Regions from separate parts of the Mus musculus genome. Here regions 1, 2, 3, 4, 5 and 7 are each linked to region 6. A link is a contact called in public ChIA-PET, HiChIP or PLAC-seq, capture Hi-C and promoter capture Hi-C data. All regions are on one chromosome and are shown on one strand. The core of a region is the stretch at or near the end of the contact, and the rest is flanking DNA. Distances in the headings are between cores, read along the strand shown. Region 1 holds the start of Pla2g6 (phospholipase A2, group VI). Region 2 holds the start of Adsl (adenylosuccinate lyase). Region 3 overlaps Mrtfa (myocardin related transcription factor A). Region 4 holds the start of Csnk1e (casein kinase 1, epsilon). Region 5 holds the start of Mrtfa (myocardin related transcription factor A). Region 6 holds the start of Mief1 (mitochondrial elongation factor 1). Region 7 holds the start of Maff (v-maf musculoaponeurotic fibrosarcoma oncogene family, protein F (avian)).

What was found. Promoter capture Hi-C pulls out the DNA fragments that hold promoters and counts their contacts. ChIA-PET counts read pairs in DNA pulled down with a chosen protein or histone mark. HiChIP or PLAC-seq counts read pairs in DNA pulled down with a chosen protein or histone mark. Capture Hi-C pulls out chosen DNA fragments and counts their contacts.
Region 1: a FOXA1 HiChIP or PLAC-seq map of pancreatic cancer cells shows a contact between it and region 6. The contact joins the promoter of Pla2g6 here to the promoter of Mief1 in region 6. A contact is called at or near these places in 2 of 39 promoter capture datasets (erythroid cells and pre-B cells) and 1 of 115 datasets of contacts at active chromatin or transcription factors (pancreatic cancer cells).
Region 2: a capture Hi-C map of macrophages shows a contact between it and region 6, with 6 times the contacts expected there. The contact joins the promoter of Adsl here to the promoter of Mief1 in region 6. A contact is called at or near these places in 10 of 39 promoter capture datasets (the 3T3-L1 cell line, the SN4741 cell line, cranial neural crest and 6 more), 2 of 484 Hi-C or Micro-C datasets (bone marrow-derived macrophages and embryonic stem cells), 8 of 115 datasets of contacts at active chromatin or transcription factors (astrocytes, bone marrow-derived macrophages, differentiating embryonic stem cells and 5 more) and 5 of 9 other capture datasets (adipose tissue, embryonic stem cells, liver and 2 more).
Region 3: an RNA polymerase II ChIA-PET map of memory CD8 T cells shows a contact between it and region 6, with 83 read pairs. The contact joins the enhancer-like site here to the promoter of Mief1 in region 6. A contact is called at or near these places in 1 of 39 promoter capture datasets (neutrophils), 1 of 484 Hi-C or Micro-C datasets (B cells), 5 of 115 datasets of contacts at active chromatin or transcription factors (T-cell acute lymphoblastic leukemia, embryonic stem cells, large pre-B cells and 2 more) and 1 of 9 other capture datasets (adipose tissue).
Region 4: a FOXA1 HiChIP or PLAC-seq map of pancreatic cancer cells shows a contact between it and region 6. The contact joins the promoter of Csnk1e here to the promoter of Mief1 in region 6. A contact is called at or near these places in 2 of 115 datasets of contacts at active chromatin or transcription factors (bone marrow-derived macrophages and pancreatic cancer cells).
Region 5: a contact with region 6 is called in a promoter capture Hi-C map of pre-B cells, with 7 times the contacts expected there. The contact joins the promoter of Mrtfa here to the promoter of Mief1 in region 6. A contact is called at or near these places in 7 of 39 promoter capture datasets (embryonic stem cells, hematopoietic stem and progenitor cells, hippocampal neurons and 3 more), 1 of 484 Hi-C or Micro-C datasets (B cells), 1 of 115 datasets of contacts at active chromatin or transcription factors (large pre-B cells) and 1 of 9 other capture datasets (liver).
Region 7: a promoter capture Hi-C map of liver shows a contact between it and region 6. The contact joins the promoter of Maff here to the promoter of Mief1 in region 6. A contact is called at or near these places in 1 of 39 promoter capture datasets (pre-B cells), 1 of 115 datasets of contacts at active chromatin or transcription factors (memory CD8 T cells) and 1 of 9 other capture datasets (liver).

The regions. Positions count from the first base shown.
Region 1 is chr15:79,326,911-79,329,790 of GRCm38.p6, forward strand. It overlaps Pla2g6 (phospholipase A2, group VI), which reads right to left and starts at 1,461. Exons shown (of 17, transcript NM_001199023.1): 1 at 725-1,461.
Region 2 is chr15:80,946,932-80,949,849 of GRCm38.p6, forward strand. Adsl (adenylosuccinate lyase) reads left to right here and starts at 1,559. Exons shown (of 13, transcript NM_009634.6): 1 at 1,559-1,769. The coding sequence starts at 1,617.
Region 3 is chr15:81,043,997-81,046,812 of GRCm38.p6, forward strand. It overlaps Mrtfa (myocardin related transcription factor A), which reads right to left. Exons shown (of 14, transcript NM_001082536.2): 3 at 1,293-1,358. Among named protein-coding and RNA genes, the nearest start is that of Sgsm3, 68 kb to the left of the region's middle. Within about 2 kb of position 1,550, at least 134 of the 459 cell types and tissues checked have an H3K27ac peak or open chromatin away from gene starts, as enhancers often do. A contact at or near this core is called in B cells, T-cell acute lymphoblastic leukemia, adipose tissue and 2 more, where this site is marked.
Region 4 is chr15:79,440,798-79,443,497 of GRCm38.p6, forward strand. It overlaps Csnk1e (casein kinase 1, epsilon), which reads right to left and starts at 1,260. Exons shown (of 11, transcript NM_013767.6): 1 at 1,131-1,260.
Region 5 is chr15:81,189,228-81,191,992 of GRCm38.p6, forward strand. It overlaps Mrtfa (myocardin related transcription factor A), which reads right to left and starts at 1,509. Exons shown (of 14, transcript NM_001082536.2): 1 at 1,280-1,509. It overlaps 4930483J18Rik (RIKEN cDNA 4930483J18 gene), which reads left to right and starts at 1,626. Exons shown (of 2, transcript NR_015603.1): 1 at 1,626-1,778; 2 at 2,590-2,765.
Region 6 is chr15:80,232,542-80,235,553 of GRCm38.p6, forward strand. Mief1 (mitochondrial elongation factor 1) reads left to right here and starts at 1,539. Exons shown (of 6, transcript NM_178719.5): 1 at 1,539-1,640.
Region 7 is chr15:79,346,080-79,348,779 of GRCm38.p6, forward strand. Maff (v-maf musculoaponeurotic fibrosarcoma oncogene family, protein F (avian)) reads left to right here and starts at 1,441. Exons shown (of 3, transcript NM_010755.4): 1 at 1,441-1,675.

The sequences.
Region 1 (2,880 bases), core at 211-2,710, 910 kb before region 6:
AATAATTTAAAAAAATAAATAAACTGGGGACTCTCTACAGTGAAAACCTAGCCCCAAAGGTATTAGCATGACCCTGGCAAAGGAGGTCACTGGCCTCCCTTCCCCAGGCTAAGCAGGAACAGCGGGCGGGCGCTAGCTACATCAATATTTGCTCAGTGGAAAGGGAGCAGAGAATAAAGGTAACAGAAATAAAAGCGCCTGGTTGTCAGGGTGATTAATAAACACTGAAAACATGAACAAAGGGGAATGCTCTCCCTTTGGTCCTCTCTCTCCCTATCCCCCAGCCCTTTCCATCCTGCCTATGAAACAACAGCAAAGCAGGGAGCTTGTACAGGGCCACACTGGTCACCAAGCCTTGTCTTCTACATCTTCTCATTCAAATACTGAGCCTCGTGGCAGTCACTAATGTGGGCAGAAAATTCAGTCCTATCTGGCACAGTGAGAAAACAGACAAGAACAGAGCATGGCCTCCAAGCTCCAGAACCACGTGAAGGCAGAGACCAGAACAAAACACTGCACTAGTCTAAGGGTGGAGCTTCAACGAGGCCAAACCAAACCTGCCCAATCCTGTCGGGCTGGCAAGAGGGCAGGTGGGGGAACTTTAGAGGAAGGATTGGTATTTGTTTGCGATCATGTGAACTGCCCATTAAAAATACAGGCAGAGATCCATAAACCCTTGTGCCCTCCCAGTCGCACTCACACCCAAATCCCTAGTCACAGTCACCTGGGTCACAGGCTCCTAGTCGCCAGCTTCCAGGTCATCGGAGGGAGCTGGAGGTGAACCCAGGATTGGAGGCTAGAGAACTGGGAAAAACACACGGGGGAGCAAATGGAAACCGGAGGCACAAGAGAAGATAAGCAGGGAGTTAGAAATGGGGGCTCAGGGGTTGGGCACAAAGGGACGGACGCAGGAAGCAGGTGGCGTGGGGGAAATCGGGCAATGAGGCAGAAAACCAGGAGCACTCAGAAGCGCAGAGAGAGGAGCTGGGGACAGTGGACAGTCCAGGGTGAAAGTCGGGCAATGAATTGGGAGAAGGGTTGATTTTGGAAGTTGGGAAACTGAGGGCGGCAACGGAGAAGAATGCGGTCACCGGATGGGAGTTGGGGACGCCAGGGGATGAAAGGACAGAAGCCGGGAGCACTCAAGGAGGCCAGATAGGAGTTAACGGAGGACATGCCTCAGAGTCGCAGACACGAGGCCGGTCCTAAGCAGGGTCCAGGTGACGACATTCAAGACAGGGGCACCAGGAGGTTTGGGAAAGGGCCGTCAGGCCCCGCCCCCGCCGCGCCGTCACTCACCTCGGCTTACTCAGCACTTCTCAGCCCTCCTACTTCCGCAAACTGACGCGCCCCGCCCACGTGACGACACTACGGCTCTCCACCAATCCACCGAGCCCATGCCGCAGGCAGGCTGTGGCCCCGACCCCAAGCGTGGACCTCGCACGCGGTCAGGCGCCGCCATCTTCTATAACTGCCCAATGGAAGCCGCTTCTGTTGCCAGGGGGCGGTCGGGCTTCTGACTGAAGCCAATTCTGCGTGGCTGATGGGGGCCATGCCTCGGGCGGGCGGAAGTTTCTCGTGAGGGCAGTTTGGCTGACGTGTTGATAAAGGGCAGGAGGCTGTTCCCGGCTCCCTTCGACCTCAAGGAATCCAGGGTGGCTCGGACTCTGAACTTTTCTGTTTCTGGCAACACATGAAGATAATAAGAAAGAAAATCAATAAAGCCACAGGATATAACCGGGAAGAGCCTGCTTTGATGTTGCCAGGTTCTCCCAAACCAAATTGCAAATAAAAATATGGAATTAACGGTTAGGTTGAAATAAGACAAAATAAAAAAAACTTTCAGGTGGGGAGGGAGGTAATACGCGCGCGCATATGTGTGGTGGGTGGTGGCCAACATAGGGTTTCTGTAGACCAAGCTGGCTATGAACTCAGATTGCCTGGTGTGTGCCACAAGCTTTTTTTTTTTTTTTTTTTTTTTTTTTTTTTTTTTGAGATAGGGTCTCCCACTGAATCTGGAGCTCCCCCACTGGGTTAGCCTAGCTGGCTATGGAACTCCAGGAGGCTTCTTGTTTCCTCTTTCCCAGCTTTGAAGTTTAAAACATTTACCTTTTTCCGTGGGTGCTGGGTATCGAACTCAGATCATTGTGACAACTTCACAAGCACTTTTCCTACTGAGGTATCTAACCAGCCCCCGAACAAGCCTAGTGGCAAGTGATAAAACTGTATTTGTTGCCTACCAACTCTACCTCAAGATGCCAGGCAATTCTGGGTGTGGTTATTGCACACGTACAATCTCAACATTTGGATGCTGGATCAGGAGTTCAAACCCAGCCACAACTAGTTCAGTTGAATCCCAACCTGGCACTCTGTCTCTCAATAAATAAATGAATGGATGTCTGGAGGAATCTTAGCACTTTTAGTAGGATTTTACTTGAATGACCTCTGTGAGGCTGAGAAGTAGCTGCGGTTGCGTCTGGGAATAGGTGATTGTCACTGAGAAGACTCAGACCTCATGCCTAACTATCATGGAATTCCAATAGATGGAATTAAAGTGAATAACGCGGGGGCTGGTGAGATGGTTCCTCGGTTAAGACCACTGGCTGTTCTTCCAGAGGTCCTGAGTTCAATTCCAGCAACCACATGGTAGCTCTCAACCATCTGTAATGGGATCTAGTGCCCTCTCCTGGCATGCAGGCATACATGCACACAGAGCACTCATACCATAAATAAATAAATAAATAGATAGATAGATAGATAGATAGGTAAATAGATAAATAAATAAATAAATAAATAAATAAATAAATAAATAGTGAATAAATACATGGTTGGTAATGCTGATTTTAAGGACTGCTGGAGAATAGCCAGGAGCCTGGGTTT
Region 2 (2,918 bases), core at 309-2,808, 710 kb after region 6:
AATAACTTGCCAAAGGGACTGGACCGACATCCATGGAGTTGCTGGGAGTGGTTAGTGAGGAGACAAGCCAAAAAGCAGGGGCCTCCACAGTAACCAGAACTAAGGTAGCTGATGATATTTAGCAGAAGTCCATGCATTAAAAAACAAAAACCAAACAACAACCACCACAAAACCACCTGGGCTGGTGACCCATGCCTTTAATCTGAGCACTCAGGAGTCAAAGACAGACAGATCTCTACATAGTGAGTCCCAGGCCAGTTAAGGCTACAGTGTATCACTCTGTCTCGCAAAAATAAAGTCAGAAAAGGAAACAGGACCAAGTAGAAAGCTAACAGCTGAAGCTACGGTTTAATGAGGAAAAGTAACCAGAGGCCAAGTGAAGCAGAGTCGGGAGAGAGCACTACGGAGCCTGGAGCCTGGAGCCTGGAGCCTGGAGCCTGGAGCCTGGAGCCTGGAGCCTGGAGCCTGGAGCCTGGAGCCTGGAGCCTGGAGCCTGGAGCCTGGAGCCTGGGAAGGATTGGCTCTGCAAGGATCTCTGTGGAAGAGAACAGTGAGCTGCTACAGCATATCCAAGCAACTATACCCCCGAATCAGTCCAGAGTACAAAGTTCCAGGAACACGTTCTTTTCAGCATACATCGGCCCACAGCCTCCAATCCAATCGAGGACCTTGGGCGCAGGTGTCTGGTAGGTTTATCTGATGTACAAACTATTCTGGCAACAGCTAAGTCTTAAGCTCAGGAAGAGGAGACACTAAGGAGCGGTTGTGTGGGGAAGAGGGAGCAGTGTTCAGATCTAATGTACCATGCCTCGTGTGGGTCTCTTTATGTTGCTGGACGAGGCTTTTTGTTTTCTGTTTTGTGTTTGTTTGTTTGTTTGTTTGTTTGTAGACAGGTTTTCTCTGGCTGTTCTGGAACTCGCTCTGGAGACCTGGCTGACCTCAAATTATTATTATTATTTATTTTTTTATTTTTGTTTTTTTTGAGACAGGGTTTCTCTGTATAGCCCTGGCTGTCCTGGAACTCACTTTGTAGACCAGGCTGGCCTCGAACTCAGAAATCTGCCTGCCTCTGCCTCCCGAGTGCTGGGATTAAAGGCGTGCGCCACCACGCCCGGCTATTTTTTTTTAATGTATGCTATTTTCAGCTTTATTCTGATACAAAAACTTTGAATTTTTTGTTCTCGAGCCACCACGCGTGGAATAATTCTGACAGGCTGCTTTCCGGAGATCGGAACCAGCACCGCGGTTTAAGAGTTTCGGTCTCCAGCTGAGCCTGTCTCCAGCGGGACTGCAGTACTCCAAGTGTCCACTAGGGCGCCTTCCTGGCGTCCCTCCGAATGCCTCTGCAACTTTCCTTTCTGGGTTAAACGCGGGTCTTAATGTGCCTTCCTCAGATGGAAAAACTGAGGAGGCACAGCGTGGGGCAGAGATTCGTAGAAACCAAGAGAAAAGCGTTGACCCTCAGGGGCGACGAGCCAAACTTGAACCATCTTCGCCTTCCAGGCCGGCGTTACACACGGGGCGGGGCCTTGGGAGGAAGTCCCGCCCCACGCACGCCACCCTTCCGCTTTTGGCCCTGCTGCTGGTGTCCGCCGCGTCCTGGTCGCGTGTTGAAAATGGCTGCATCCGGCGACCCTGGCAGTGCTGAAAGTTACCGTTCTCCGCTGGCGGCCCGCTACGCCAGCCGCGAGATGTGTTTCTTGTTCAGCGACAGGTACAAGTTCCAGACGTGGCGGCAGCTGTGGCTGTGGCTGGCGGAGGCCGAACAGGTAACTGGCCGGGCCTCTTGTCCCGAGGGAGGTCACGGCCCGAGCACCTGTTGCCTCGGCAACAGTCCCAGAGCCCTGCACATCCTTTGGAGGACTTCGGTTTGGGCAAGGCTATGTGTGTTTGCGTCCTCCCACAGCGCATTTCAAGTGGAATGCTACTTATACCTTTGCAGGCTCAGGGGGAAAGGCGCTTCCCGCCAAGCTATCCGACATGAGTTTGAGCCGGGTTCAGCATGGTGAGAAAGGCGAAACCTGACTTCTATTAGTTGTCCTTCGACTTCTGTGCGCTCACACATGCACACACACACACACACACACACAGAAAACAAGTAGATTATTCTTTTAAAAAGTACGTTGCAAACTTGATGGTCATTTTTCGCATGAGCACGAGGAGGGCATAACCACCACGAAATGCACCCTTAGGATTGTTATGCCGGGCTGGTTGTTGTAGTTCATGGGCATCACAGCTAGGTCGGCCTGTTGGTTGCTTTCTGCCTTTGGGAAAGCTTATTTGGTGCCTTCAAAATTGTTTCTTGTGTTCTTGCCTTCTTGTCCTCTCGTCCCTCCTCCCTCCCTCCCTTCCTCCTCCCTCCTCCTTCTTTTTCTTCCTCCTCCTCCTCTTCTTCTTCCTCTCTCTCTCTCTCTCTCTCTCTCTCTCTCTGCCTTTCTCTGTCTCTACTACCGTTGCCAGTGTCTCCTTAGCTTGTAAGTGCCCTCAAGCTGAAACTGAAGTGTAAGGTTTATCTGGTCTACAAATTGCTTGACGCATACACAGCTGTGAATATGGATCATCTGTTAGAGCACCAACTTAGTAGCGAGAGGCAGATGTGATACTTAGCATGAAAGGATTATTTTTCTGTGTAGTTCTGTGGCTGCATGTGGATATGGGCTTGTGTGAGTGCAGGCGCCACTGGAGGTCAGATGATGCTGTGGAACTGGGGTTACAGGTGCTTTTGAGCAGCCACGTGAGTGCTGGGAACCAGAGTCAGGTCTCTGCAGGAGCAATGAGGACTCTTATTTGCTGAACCATCTCCCCAGCACATGTGTTAACACCCCCACCCCACCCCCAGCATTTGGGAAGCAGGGGCAGGTGAGTTTCTGTGAGTTTGAGGCCTACCTCCTACCTCATCTATATAGCGTGTTCCAGGC
Region 3 (2,816 bases), core at 300-2,799, 810 kb after region 6:
TTTGTCTTTTGTTGTTGCTGTGATATAGCCTCACATTATAACCCAGTCTGGCCTTGAACTCCTGCCTCAGCCTCCCAAATGATGAAACTATAGGAATGAGTTTGCCGGTTTATCCAAAGTGTCTCCAACTTTTTTGTTTTGTTTTTTGTTTGTTTGGTTGGTTGGTTTTTCGAGACAGGGTTTCTCTGTATAGCCCTGGCTGTCCTGGAGCTCACTTTGTAGACCAGGCTAGCCTCGAACTCAGAGATCCACCTGCCTCTGCCTCCCGAGTGCTGGGATTAAAGGCGTGCGCCACCACGCCCGGCTGTGTCTCCAACTTTTTCCTGTTAACTGTAAACACATCCACCACCATTAATTTACTACATCACACTTACTAAGAGGTGTAATATTATCTTCTTCCTTTGTCTCCACTTCCTCCCTCCACTCTTGCAGGGGCAGATTCACTGTAGCTGCACACATGATTCCTCTGAGTGAGTGGCCAACAACATGGATGGCAGCGGGGCAACGGGACAGTGGGCAGTAACATGTGGGGGAGACCATGAAACATCATGACAGCAGATGCTGCTGGGGTGTGTGTGTGTGTGTGTGTGTGTGCGCTCTCTCGCTGTCTTCCTCCTCAGGGTGGAGCCGAGTGGTGACGACATACCACCAGGGGACGGAAGCTTGTATGATCTGCTGAGAACTCATGAAGACATGTCAGAAGAGCAAGACCCTGGTTCTAGCCTTCACTGTCTACGGTGCTCTTAGTATTCAAAACAGGCTTTCTTGTCTCTAACAGAGTCTAAGGCGTGGTTTCACTTCTACCCCAGGGATGCAGACACTGGCCCAGTGTCAGAACAGCTCACCAACAGCTCCATCCAGGCATACACACACGCGTATCCGCCATGGGTGCCTCACAGCTCTAAAATAAACTGTAGTTCACTGACGGTACCTGTCTGCAAGGGGAGAGGAGAGGTTTCTTCCTAACAGCTGAGCACAGAGGTGAAGTGGATGTGAACAGAGCAGCCCCTGCTCCTCCCATGAAGGGATGCTGGGAACCCAGGAAAGAGGCAATTCAAAGGCACGGGGCTATCTGCCGACCTGCTGGAAGCCTAGCACTGCTTGTTTCACTGAACATGATGAATCTGGGCAATTGACAACCTGTTCCATCCATCAAGGACTCCTGATGGAAAAGTAAGAGGCGGGTAAGACTGGAACGAGACCCCTGACCCCTGCTCTGTAGGGTGCTCCTATGCCACCGAGGAGCCAAGCCAACCCAAGGAGCAAGTGTACAAACACCGAGAGACACTTACGCGGCATGATCCCTTGGCTCACCAGTTCCTCCCGGGTCCGCCGCTGCTGGAGCTTCAACTGCAGCACTGCATGGTGGCAAGAAGAGAAGACAGATGCAGGTTAGTCAGCCATTCCACCTCAGCAGACACATTCTCAAATGCAGCAAAGTCTAAAAGGTAGCCTATGGTATGAAAGGAGGATCCCAAACTGCAACTGTGGGTAACTGCAGAAGTGGCCTGACACAGCAGGGTTTCCGCATTCTGCTGTGGGCGGCAAGAGGAAGTTGCGAAGAGTCTTGCAGGGTGATAACAATCCACAAACTACCAGTCTTGCCTCTTGCTTAAACCTTACAGAACTCAGCCTTCCTCCTGGGACTGAGAAACACCAACCAGTTCTAAGCTCAAAGAAAGTCTAATGGGGCCAGCGCCCAGCACAAAGAGCTGTATAAGTTCTAAGTGTTTGCACATAGCATGTTGAACAAATGCACTCTGCACAGAGACCACAATCTAAAAAGTATGGCTACTTTCACACACACCACATTCCTCTAGACTACAAGGTATCTTGCCGTCCACATGCTTCTGTTTTCACACAGGGCTTTCTCTGCTGAGAGGAGACACCCAAGAGCTACGACTTAGTGTACATCGGGCTAGTGGAGACAGGTGTCGCTCCTAGCTCTGTTTGGCAACACTGCTCAATGAAACAACAGGGATCTTTATCAAATTAAACATCAACCATCTTTACAACTATACACTACTCAAAGGATCAACTAGCATAGCTGTGGTTACGATGCTAAGAAAATGTCTAGGGAGGGTTAGGAGGATCCCAGAGCCCACAGCAAGTCCCCTTCTGTCTAACAGGTTTCAACTGCAGGGCCCTGAAAGTCATATCTGAGGGTAACCTACAAATACTAGGAACAGTGGTGTACTAACACGGGCCTTTTCTACGCAGCGATTTTTAGAGGCACCCAAGGATGGGAGGACGCTGGCTGGGCTCTTGCCTACGCTTCAAGGTCACAGGAACAAGCAGAACTTCTCTTTCTCTCAAAATTATGATTTATGTTCCAAGTTCCTTTCCCTGTCCTGTTAGCAAGCTTGCTTGCCTCCTTCTGCTCTTATGTCACATCAGGCTGCAATGGGGACTTCCAGGCACGATTCCCTAGGGTGAGACACCCCAACGAGAATGTTAAATTTTACTCTTCCTTAAGTACCATGGACTTTCCCTCACCTTTAAAATTTCATTTTTGCTTGAAAATGTCCACTCTCTTTTTCTTTTTCTCTTCTTCTCTATATTCTCCACTATATTCAGAATTACGTTGGGTCACCTAAGCTACTTTACCTGAACAGTGATGTTGGGTGCTGTGCGTGGTTACCTCTGAATATCCCCCCTGCTAATTTACAAACTCCTATAAATTTAATTAAAAAAAAAAAAGTCTTATTAAGCCAAGCATGGTGGCTCATACCTATATTCTCCCAGCCTTTGGAGGCTGAGGCAAAGGACAGTTAAAATTTTCACATCAGCCTGGGGTTGCTACAAAGTAAAAGTCT
Region 4 (2,700 bases), core at 10-2,509, 790 kb before region 6:
TACATAAATACACTGCACATGACCCCCCAAGCCCCTCTCCACTCACGGCTCTCTGCACAATCACCAACCCTGAAGGACCCTACCAACGCCAGGGTCTCCCCACCCTGGAGACCAGAGCCCTGGAGTCTAGCGTGTCCCAGCCCTCCTCCACTTAAAAGCCCCCCTCCACCGCCACCCCAAGAAATTGACTTTGGGGTGGGGGCTCCTTCAGGAAATCAGAGTAGCTTTCCAATTCTTCACTCTGTCCCTTACGGGAGGGGTGGGGGAGGGGAATAAACAAAGTTAAAAAAAGGGGGGGGTGGCCATGAGGAGTCAAGACTTCTCAGCTGGTTAGAAAAATTACAACTACAAGCAGCTGGGCACATGGGCAGTCCCGTGTCACCCTGCCATACACACACACCTCCTGACACACACACCACCCACCTTCCACAGGGCCAAGACCCTGGTCAATGAATCAGTAGAATAAAAACTGAAGGAATGCCCTAAACCTAGGAAAGGCGTCCCAAACGCAAGTATTCATTGGAACTGCACCCCCTTCTCTCTCTCTCTAGACCCCCTTTCCAAAGGGAGGCTATGCTAAGAAATATGTGGGGAAACTCTGGACAAAGTAGGGGGAGGGGGTGGCCTAAGTCGCAGCCCTGCCTCTGAGGCGCCCAGGCACCCAGCTTTCACAGGCTTGAAGCACAAGGCTGTCTCGCACACCGCAATGAGAAGCCAAGCGATAAATAACCCCCTCCCTTCTTCTCGCCACAAAGGAAAACAAAGCCGGTGGCCCGGGTGACCACGCACCCCATCACTTAGGACCCCCGCGCGCCCCCACCCTACGCGAGAACGGCCTCGGTGACCCGGAGCCCAGGACACAGAGGAGGGGCCGAGGCCGGCCCGGAACCCGAGCGCCCCCGGGACCCCAGCCAGGCCCCTGCCGCAGGTCCCCCGCCCCAACCCGGGGCCGCCTCGGTGCACCCGGCGGCCTGCGAAGCGCCCGTCCCCTCCGCGTCCCCGGCCGCGCCTTTGTCCTCACGGGCGGCGCCCCCAGCCCTGCGCGGATGCGCGTGTCCGCCCCGCGCTCGCGCAAAAAGAAAACACAAAGAGGCGGAGGGAACCCCGCTTCCCCGGCCCCCGATGCTCACCGCGCCGGGGCGGCCGCCGGGGCGGATGCCAGAGGATTCGCCGGGCCGCGGGCGCGCCAGCCTCTCCCCGGCCCGCTGCGCTGCGCTCGGCCCGGCCGGGCTCAGGCTCCGCGCTCCGCCGCCTCCCGCCGCCCGCCCCCGCCGCCGGCTCGCGCGCTCCCTACCCGCGCGCGCGTCCCCGCGGTTCCCATTGAGCCCCGGGCCCGCCCGCTGATGTCATCCCCCGCCCGCCGCCGCCGCCCCGGAGGATTTAAAGGGCCCGCAGCCCCCGGAGAGCGTGTTCTGACGCTGCCACCCTGGGTGAGGGGCACACAAAACTAAGATTTCCTATACTCAGGCCTTGCCCTATCTCCAGCCAAAGCTGCGGGGACCCCCGAGAGAATCAGCTGAGACTCCTGGCACTGCAAAAGAGATTTAGGGCTCAGTAGCCTGAAGGCTGTAGAGAACACTGGCCAGGGGCTTTGGGAATAAAGCATAGGGACTGAGGGGCGTGGACAAGGACCAAGGATGTGTGGTCAGAGAAAACTCCAGGCAGACACTTTTCTTTGCTCTGTCCTCTGCCGTTCAGATCCACTGTGACAGTCCCTCAGATTCCAACGTAGTTTCACCCATTGAGCCCCCTGCCCCTCACCAAGAACTCACACGTGAGTCAGGGACCCAGAGGTGCTCATTCAACAAAGTCATCCCCCAGACAATGCCTGAATGTCCTTAACTGCAAACGAGGAAGAAGGACCATAGCCTTCCCAGGTCATGGGAGAGTTAATGAAGGCTTCCCACCAGCTTCCAGCTCCACCATGGAAGGTCCCAGCACAAGGCTATTAAAATGATATTTACAGTGGGTCATGCAAAGCTCCAACTTATGACACACCTACATTCTCTCTCTACACACACACACAACTGTTACTGTGGACATAGTACCTCTGATCACCCCGGAAGCACATCTCAGAAAGAGTCACTTCATAATAACCGCATCTTCTCCCCGAGGCTGAGGAGATTGCTGGGAGACCTATAGACCAGGTCCTATCACAGGGCAGGAGGGCAGGATACTGTGGCCCAGAGAGGGCAAAAGGTCTGCCCAGGCCCACACAGCCCAGCAAGATGGCCATGTTCATCTGGTGGACCTGGGGATGCCGATCAGAAGACCAGGAGAATGAGGAGGAGCTGCCTCCAGAGGCCTCTGTGATGGTAAACCGGGCAACTGGCTCTCTCTGCCCAGGTGGTGGACTGAGCATGGCCCGCTTGGTGCTTTTTGGCTTTGCGTTTGTCAATTGATTCACAATTGGCAGGTTTTGTATGACAGGCCCGCATTCTCTCCTGAAGCCTTGGCCACGCAGGGCACAAATCCTCACCAGAGGCAGCTGGTCTGGACAGCAGTCAGCCTCAGTGGTCAGAGCCCAGGCCGTGGGGCCTTGGCAAGACTGAGCAGAACACAGCAAGCATCAATGTCCTCCTAGCAATGTTACCACCCAAACCTTCCAACATGGGCCCAGCTTTCCAAACGTAGGCCTGTTCTGCTGCAGCGCCAGGAGAGGCATTCAGCTCATTTAACCCTCTCCAGTGAGGACAGCAG
Region 5 (2,765 bases), core at 259-2,758, 960 kb after region 6:
TCAGTTTAACTTTCAGCCAAGGGTTCCCCTCCCTACAGGGATGGGGCTGTGGGCCAGTTGGCTGTACCATTTTACCCCTGGAAGGCAGTTCATTTTCAACAATAAAACTTCATAAGTGGACTTTTTTTGGTGGAAGGGGCTTCTACAGTAAAGCCCTTAAGTTTGACTTCTTGAACATAAAGATCAGGCTACAGGCTTTGGCTTCAGATCTCGAAAACTTACAATTTGGGGACATTCCGGACACTTTATGGATTTTAAAACTATGTGAACCCATGAAGCATAGGTGTAATTTCATCATATTTAAGTAATGAAGTTCACATTCTTAGTCTTCACACACTTTATGCCAAAGTATTCGGGCAAGCAGTAAACTGACCACCAGTCTGTCCTTTGGTTCTGTCATCTAACAAAGAGAAATCCTGACAAAGACAAGCTATACTGTACTCACACACCTATCCAGCAGTTCTCAACATCAGGATACTCGTCTTTTCTTGGATCCCTTCCTTGTATGTGTTGAACACCATTCCAAGCGTTTTATTACGAATTCTTTCATTTACTGTCTGCATTCCAATGTAATAGGTATTGTTAGTTCCATTTTCCAGATAAGCAATCTAAACGTAGGTTTGATAATCTAACAGGGAAAGCTCCAGCACTAACCACTCTATAGTATTAGTGTTTTCTTATGGAGCGAGGAGGGCGGAAGTCATCAAAGGTACATAGACAAACAGTCACACACACATACACACACACACACACACACACACACACACACACACACACACACGCGAGACGGACACTTCTTTGGCGGTCAAGTTTCAAATCTGCGGAGCCCTGCAGACCTGGAGGCACCCATGCTGCTATATGGTCGTCAGGTCCAGGTGAACCTCCTTGCCACGAGAAGCCTGCGGATTGCACCTGGATCCTCCAGGTTTGCACAAGGGCCGGGAGAAAGCGCTCGACCGGTCGGTCCCAAGCAGATTACACACACTCGGGGAGCAGCCAGGGCGGGAACCTAGCTGCTCCCTAGCCAGCACAGCCCTGCAAGGCGGTGCACAGGTGCACGGTCGCACTCGACTGTCCTGTCGAGTGACCAGGGCTTTGAGACCCCAGCCCCTTGGGAAAGGGCGGGACTGGAGTGGAGGACTGCGGGAGGCAATCCCGGGCTCGGAGCCTACAGCGGCCGGCCGGTCCAGGGCACACGCGGAAGGGTCGAGGGGAGAAAGGATGCTCGAGCGGGGCGGGGCCGGTGGGGGAGGGGGACCCTGCCCGAACTCTCACTCACCGCCTCGTTCGCCTCCTGGCCCGGGCTCCGCGGCTCGCCCCACTCCGGTGCCAGCCGCTCACGTATCCTCCCGAGCCTCTAGTACCAGTCAGACTGCACCAAGTTAGGGAGAGGTCCGCGCAAGCCGAGGGAGCGTGGCGAGCGGGAACGAGGGGGTGGGGAGGGTGGGACGGTCGTTCTTGCCGCCGGGGACACCGCAGACACGACCGCCGCCGGCTCCACTCAGCCACGGAAGCTGCGGGCCCTCCCACCACTCCGGGTCCCGCCTCCGCACCCTCCCCCCTACCCGCCTGGGAGCGACAGCCGTATCGACCAATCAGAAACCTAGCGCCGTTAGGGCTAGCCCGATTTAGGGGGCGTTCGCCGAAGGAAGAGGAACGAGGGAGGCTAGTACGGCGGCGCGACTTCTGTGACTGACATCATAGCGCAGCCAATCGGTAACTGAGAGATGACTTCATCGCTGAAGGAAGTCTGGAACTGGCGGAGCGGCCGCCAAGAGGTGGGAGGAGGTCGGCGATGAGCCGGGGGGCGGAGTCTGGGTCTTAAAGAAACCGTAACACATCTGATCACCCTGTCAAAGGGTGACCGCGGAGCTAGCTACCTAGGGTTCGGTGCCCAGCCTGGAGGTTTAATGCAAAAATCCTGCAGTCTTCATCTTGGTCCTTCCTCCTGTCTTTGCTCCGCCGGGACTCCCAAGTCGATTATTTCACATTCGCATTTCCCGAAAGGACACAATAAATGCCGCTCTGGCCTGGAGCCCTGAACTCTGTCATGTCCCTGCCCTTCCGTGGCCAAGCGCTTTTTTTCTCTGAGTCGGTTCTCCTCCGGTAAAAGGACTGACACCTACCTGCCTAGACTGTTGAGATTATTTATCAACAGCGGAAGCGCTTGCAGCTGGAGGGAAAGAGTTGAATGAACCCAGATTTTATCCGGGGCCTCACTGCACTAAATGAATCTGGGCGGCTCTTCCAACTTTAAAATTCTAAACTGCTGGTGTGTAGCCTAAAAGTGTGTGTATGTCTGTGTGTGTGTGGGTGTGTGGGTGTATGTGTGGGAGAGAGAGAGAGAGCATAACTGCATAAATCCAACATTTAAAGAGACTTATCTACTAAAGCGGTGAGACTAGTTAAAGCCCACCCGGTCAAGTTGCTAAGAGCCACTATGGAGGCCCCTTTTCTGGAACACCACCCCTTCCCCCCAACAAAGGGGGAGAGCGCTGAAAAGGAGAAATAATTCGGACTTGGTGCCTTAGTGTTTCCGAAACACTTTCCCTTGGGAGATATAAACAACCGTCTATCTCCTCCTTTTAGGCCACCATCCACTGGATAAACTGAAGTATGATTGCCCCAGAGTCCAACGTGGAAAACCAGTGAGTTTATTGGGCTTGCTAAGAAATCATGGCTGGCCCCCAAAGCAGCGAGACCACCAAAAAGTTGCACCCCAGCATGGATGATGATGTCCCCATAGCTGCGTAGATGACATACAC
Region 6 (3,012 bases), core at 289-2,788:
GCACAAAGGCCCTTTCCAAACCAGACAGACTTGATCACTCTGACCCCTGACCTTTCTTTGACCTTCCAGTCTGTACTGGCTAGTTTTGTGTCAACTTGACACAGCTGGAGTTATCACAGAGAAAGGAGCTTCAGTTGAGGAAATGCCTCCATGAGATCCAACTGTAAGGCATTTTCTCAATTAGTGATCAAGGGGGAAAGGCCCTTGTGGGTGGGACCATCTCAGGGCTGGTAGTCTTGGTTCTATAAGAAAGCGGGCTGAGCAAGCCAGGGGAGGCAAGCTAGTACAGAACATCCCTCCATGGCCTCTGCATCAGCTCCTGCTCCCTGACCTGCTTGAGTTCCAGTCCTGACTTCCTTGGTGATGAACAGCAGTATGGAAGTGTAAGCCAAATAAACCCTTTCCTCCCCAACTTGCTTCTTGGTCATGATGTTTGTGCAGGAATAGAAACCCTGACTAAGACACAGTCCATCCATTCACCAGTGAAATGCCTACTGTACCTGAACCTGTGCCCTGGGTAAATGAATGTTCCCCTTGAGCTGCAATTCCTATAAGGTCCTGTTTCCTTATGATGTGAGTTGATAGTTATGTCCAGTCCTGTACCCAGTCCAGAGGATCCCAGATTGCCCATGCTCTGTGAAACCTGGCTGAACCCTGAGGTTTGCATCAGTGTCTCGGCTGGCTGGTCTCTGGTCTCCAAAACACCACAGATATGTGGGGGCTGGAAGACACTTTAATGTTTAGCCCCCATTATACTGGGAGCATGGGGCAGGAGTGGGGTGAGTGTGGGAAGGTTAGTGAATCTGGAAAAGGTAATCCTGACATCCGAGACTCTGTGTGTGAGTGGGTAATCCTAAGGTCTCCCCCAGAGGGTCTCCTTGTCCTTTACGAGTGGAAAACTCGTCTACTTAGGAGACTGTCCCGAGGGATAGGTTACCCGGTCTTCTAGCTGGAAATTTCACAAACTAGATTTATTTGGGTCACAAACTTCTTTCTTTAAAAAGCAAAGTAGGGCGGCCTAAAAGAATGGAAAGCCACACACTTTGGAGGAATACTGAGCTTGGACCCACTGTGAGCCTCTGCAGGGCTCAGCTTTCAGTGCAAATGACCCTGCCTCCCTCGGCCTCGATTTTCCCAAGTGTAACACTGGAATGCTGAAGTCTACCAAACAGAGAGGTTGGGTTGGACAAAATGCAGTGTGTCAAGTAATCAATTCAGTGTGGTCAGAGCCTCTCGCAGGCCAGACGTAGGCAGCAGGTGGAGGGCGACGACTTGCGGCTCCTCCCTTAAGCCACACCCAGCCAGCACTGAGTTTACACAGAGACTGCACAGTAACGCTTTCGGAGGAGGGGCCGTGGAGCTAGGTAACGTCACCTAGGAGGCGGGGCTGCGTCTGTGGGCGGGGCCCCACGACGGGCAGCGCTGGACTAAGTTCCGGGCTCCGCCTCCGGAGGGAGGCTACGGAGGGGCCGACCGGAAGTGCTTCCGCCTCCGCCCGCCTCCGCGCTCCCTGTCGCGTCTCCGTCGGCCCCGCGAGCGAGGTCGTGCCCCGGAAGTAGAGGGGCCATGTTGATGGGTGACCCGGAGAGAGGTACTGGGCGAGTGGCGAGTCCTGAGGAAAGGTAGCGCGTGGTCCGCGGGTGAGTGAGGGAGCGAATGAGGGCGGCCGGGGATCGCCCGTTTGAGCTCGGGCCAGTTTGGGGGCTACCGGCTCCCACCGGGGCCTCCAAGCTTCGCCCCGCCCCGCCTCAAGACCCGGTTGCCTCAAGCCACAGAGCCAGCCTGGCCCCGGGGTCTGCGTTCCCGTCCTCTGGGCGTTGTACCCCGATCGGAGCCCGTAGTCAGTCACTCAGCGACCTCGTTCCAGCCCCTGCGTGACGTTCTCCTTCCAGCCCTCCGTTGTTTTTCTGCATCTTTTGCATCCCGGAAGACCCTCAGGGCCAAAGGGGAGCTGTTCTGCAGTTGAGGAAAAAGGGACAGCGGTGGCTTGCCCCGGTTCGCGCTGGAAGTTAGCAAGGTCAGAGGCTACTGCTTCTGTCTTGGAGCCCAAAGTTCAGATCATTTTTTGTTTTTCATCCAGGAACTCCCTTCACCCCTGAAACACATACAGGCTCATACAACAACTGTTTCTTCCTCATAGGGTTATGGGGAGGATTCCTCCTTCCAGCCTAGTTTTGAGGTTGGTGAGCCCTGGGCCCTGTGCTGGCAAAGTTTGCTGAACGCCCTGAAGTGCACACATGTAAGACACCCCCCCCCCCCGCCCCCACCTCATTCCAGCGAGTTAGGGTCTGGATTGTTTTGGTGAGTGGGCAAATCACTTCCTTTTGGGAATGATGTCACATACTTGGCACACATCTTTCATCTCAGCTCTCAGGAGGCAGAGACAGGAGGATTTCAGAGTTTGAGGGCAGCCTGCTTTACAGAGTGAGTTCTAGGACAGCCAGAGCTCCGTAGAGAGGCCCTGCATCAGGAAACCAAATTAAACAAAAGCAAAAGAAAGCAAAAACAGAAAGAATAAAAAGAAAGAAAGAAAGAAAGAAAGAAGAGATAGAGTGATGTCTCTGTGGTTAAGAGCACTGGCTGCTTTTCAGAGGACCCAGGCTCAATTTCCAGCACTTCTGTGGTGGCTCACAACTGTATATATTATAACTCCAGTCTAAGGATATGACAGTGTTACACTCTCAAGGCAAACTGGCATGTAGACAAACATGCAGGCAAATACCCATACAGAAAAAAGTAAAAAAGTAATTAAAACAATAAGGCCAATCAGCGTGATGCTGCTTATATGGTGGTACCAGGATCCAGATATAAATCCTGGTCTTTAACTACTCTAGGCCACACTGTCTGGTAGAGTCCCATTACAGGGGCTTTTTAGGAGCAGTTCTCAAAATAACCTTGTGTAGTAAGTACTCTCATGATGTCTTTGTTATCTCTGTTTTACAATGAGGAAGCTGATGCCCACTGTACTTTATGCTAAGTGCCCGGGCAGTGGGATGGCACAGCCAGGACTCA
Region 7 (2,700 bases), core at 191-2,690, 890 kb before region 6:
AGCTTATCAAACAAAGAGTAACCTGAGCAGGCCAGGGTCCAGACAAGTGCCCACACTGACCTGCCTTCCTCTGCAGGCTGTCAGAGGGGATGGAAGTGACACCCTCAACCGGTCTCCCCTTTCATCTCAAGTGAGCAAGAACTCCGAGGTTTCACGGGTCCTGGGTCTGGTAGCCTTGTTTCATCCTGTGACTCAGAGTTTGGTAGAGGGGGTGACAGTGTGCAGTCTGGCAGGACAGCCAACAGGGAGGCCTCAGCTCTCTCACCTTCATTCTACCCACCAGTCCCTCTTACCAGAAAGATCAGTGACATGGGCAAAGATCTCACTGAAAGATAAAAAGATGTGATAGATCCCAAATCATTCTCTCCTCCAGCCACTTGAGCTCTGAAGCCTCTTCTCCCAGGATACCATTTTTTGCGGGGCGTCTCATGACTCTGCCACTGGAAAGACAGTGTGAGAAGGCCAACCCCACTGCTAAACGCAGCATTGCACAACATTGCTTGGCCATTACCAAAAGATCGACTTCTGTGGGCAGTAGGGTGTGGATGCAGAAGCCTGGCTCCCTGTTCTCCTAGGCTGAGGATGTGGGCGATGGATCTAGCCACATGGGGTCCTCACTGTCATACAGGTCTACTGGATTTCTTCATTAGTTGAGCACCTACTATTTGCCAGGCACAGCCTCAGCTCTCTAGAAGGTAGGAAAAGGGTGTGTGGGGGGTGGGGGAGGGTGGTGAACAGGATTGTGTATTTTCTAGAATTGAGAACTTGAGTTCAGAGGTAAATTTTTTGAACACCTTTTTCTTATAACTTGTGTTTTCCTTAAATTCACTTATTTGTTATGTGTCTGTGTGTGAATGGACCCATTCCACCGCTCTAAGTACGTAGAGATCAGAGGTCAGCTTTCTGGAGTCATTGTCTCCTTCCACCTTGGAAGTTGTGGGGTCTGAACGTTAGGCATCAGAGTTTAGTAACAAGCAAGCACATCGACCCACAGGGAAAGCGTCCCTGGGGCGAGTGGAGGTAGGGTTGAAGATATGGAGCCGACACCACGTGAAGACCAGGGGTAGGCAATTGCTGTGGCTTCGGAAATACAAACCTACGGTTCACAGGTACAGAGAAGGCACTTAAAACCACGAGACTGGATGAGGTCATCCGGACAAAGGATGTAGATCGACGAGAGAAGAGGCCAGACAGTGAACTGTAAAGCAAAGCAAATGACACCTCCACCCACGCCGTTCTCCAGAGGTGTCACGTGAATGCATCCAGAGGACACAGTCCCAGCACGGAGAACCGTGGCGGCTCTGGCTGTGGGCTCCTACAGCGGGGTCTACTGGGGGCGGCGCCTCACTCGGGCGTGGGCGGGGTCTCGGCTCCAGGCGGCCGCTCTGGGGCTTGCTGGCGGCTGGGGCGGTGACGTCACTGCATGACTGGGTTTTTATGAATGAAAGGAATCCTGTGCGTGAGTAATTCCGGGAAGCTCGCCTTACAACTGCGCGCGGCTCCAGCCCCCTTCGCCGCCTGCCCCATAACAAAACTCGGAGCGGCGCTGCGCGGAGCCGGGTTCCTAGTGAACTGCGGTCCCGATCGGAGAGGAGTGGGGCTCGAGAGCGGCCAAGGACCGCCACCGCGACAGCCGCGACAAGCACGCACTGAGCGCCGGGCCTGGCGGAGAGCGGTAAGGACGCGTCAGGGACGGGGACCGAGCTCCAGAAGTGTGAGCTCCGGGTCCTGCCTGGGCGGCGCGTGGTCCTCCTGCCCCTTCGGCGCCCCCTTAACATCAGCTCCCGGAGGGGCCTCCGAGGGGCTGGCTGGGAGGCGGTGCGCGGGCCCCGGAGGAAGCCGGGGCGGGGGCGGGGGCGGGGCGTGCACGTACGTGACTCGGTGAGAACAGTCCCTGGAGCCGCGCCCAGCACCTTGTGTGCGCGGTTTGTTTACGTCTCCCGGTGGCGTGCGTGCGGCTGTGTTCTTTGGGGAGCGTCCTGAGTTCTGCGGGCTGCGTGCACACGGTGTACTTCGGGGTGTGTGTTTGTGTGTGTGGCCGCACGCGCTCCTTGGAGACTGACACTAGCCCAGTGTATCTTGAAGTGGGTGCGCACCAGTGTCCACTGGAGCAAATGCGGAATAAGGACCCGAGCGAAGGAAGTGGCCCGATCGGTGGTCACACCAGGTCTGGAATTTTTCTCCCGCCCCTTCCACCCTCCGTCATCCTCCCCCTTTCCACCAGCCGGGACTGCCCGGTCCCTGTTGTCTCTGGAGTTTCCCCTGGCTGGAGCCATGTGACATCAGTGTTTGTTCCTCGCCCAGCGCGGGTGCCTGCAGCTTAGAATAGAGCAGAGGTTAGCGAGCCAGTCTTCTCCTGGCCACCTGGTGGATCTGGGAACCTAGTACATGGGAGTCCTTCCTTAGCCCCAAGTTTTCCGGCTCAGTATGGACTGTCCACCCCTGGATTGTCCCATTCTTCCAGTCTCAGGAGAAACAGGCAAGGCCAGAAAGTTTGTGACAGATTGGAGAACACAAGGCTCCCGGACTATTCTGTTGGCGACTGTGGTTGGTCTGGGTGTCTGAGGCTGCACCTGCTGGGTCCAGGAGGATGGCATGAGGCCCACTGTCACACTCCTCAGGTTGGACTCCTTAGACTGGACCTCTGTGTAGACCGATCGGTGGTCACACCAGGTCTGGAATTTTTCTCCCGCCCCTTCC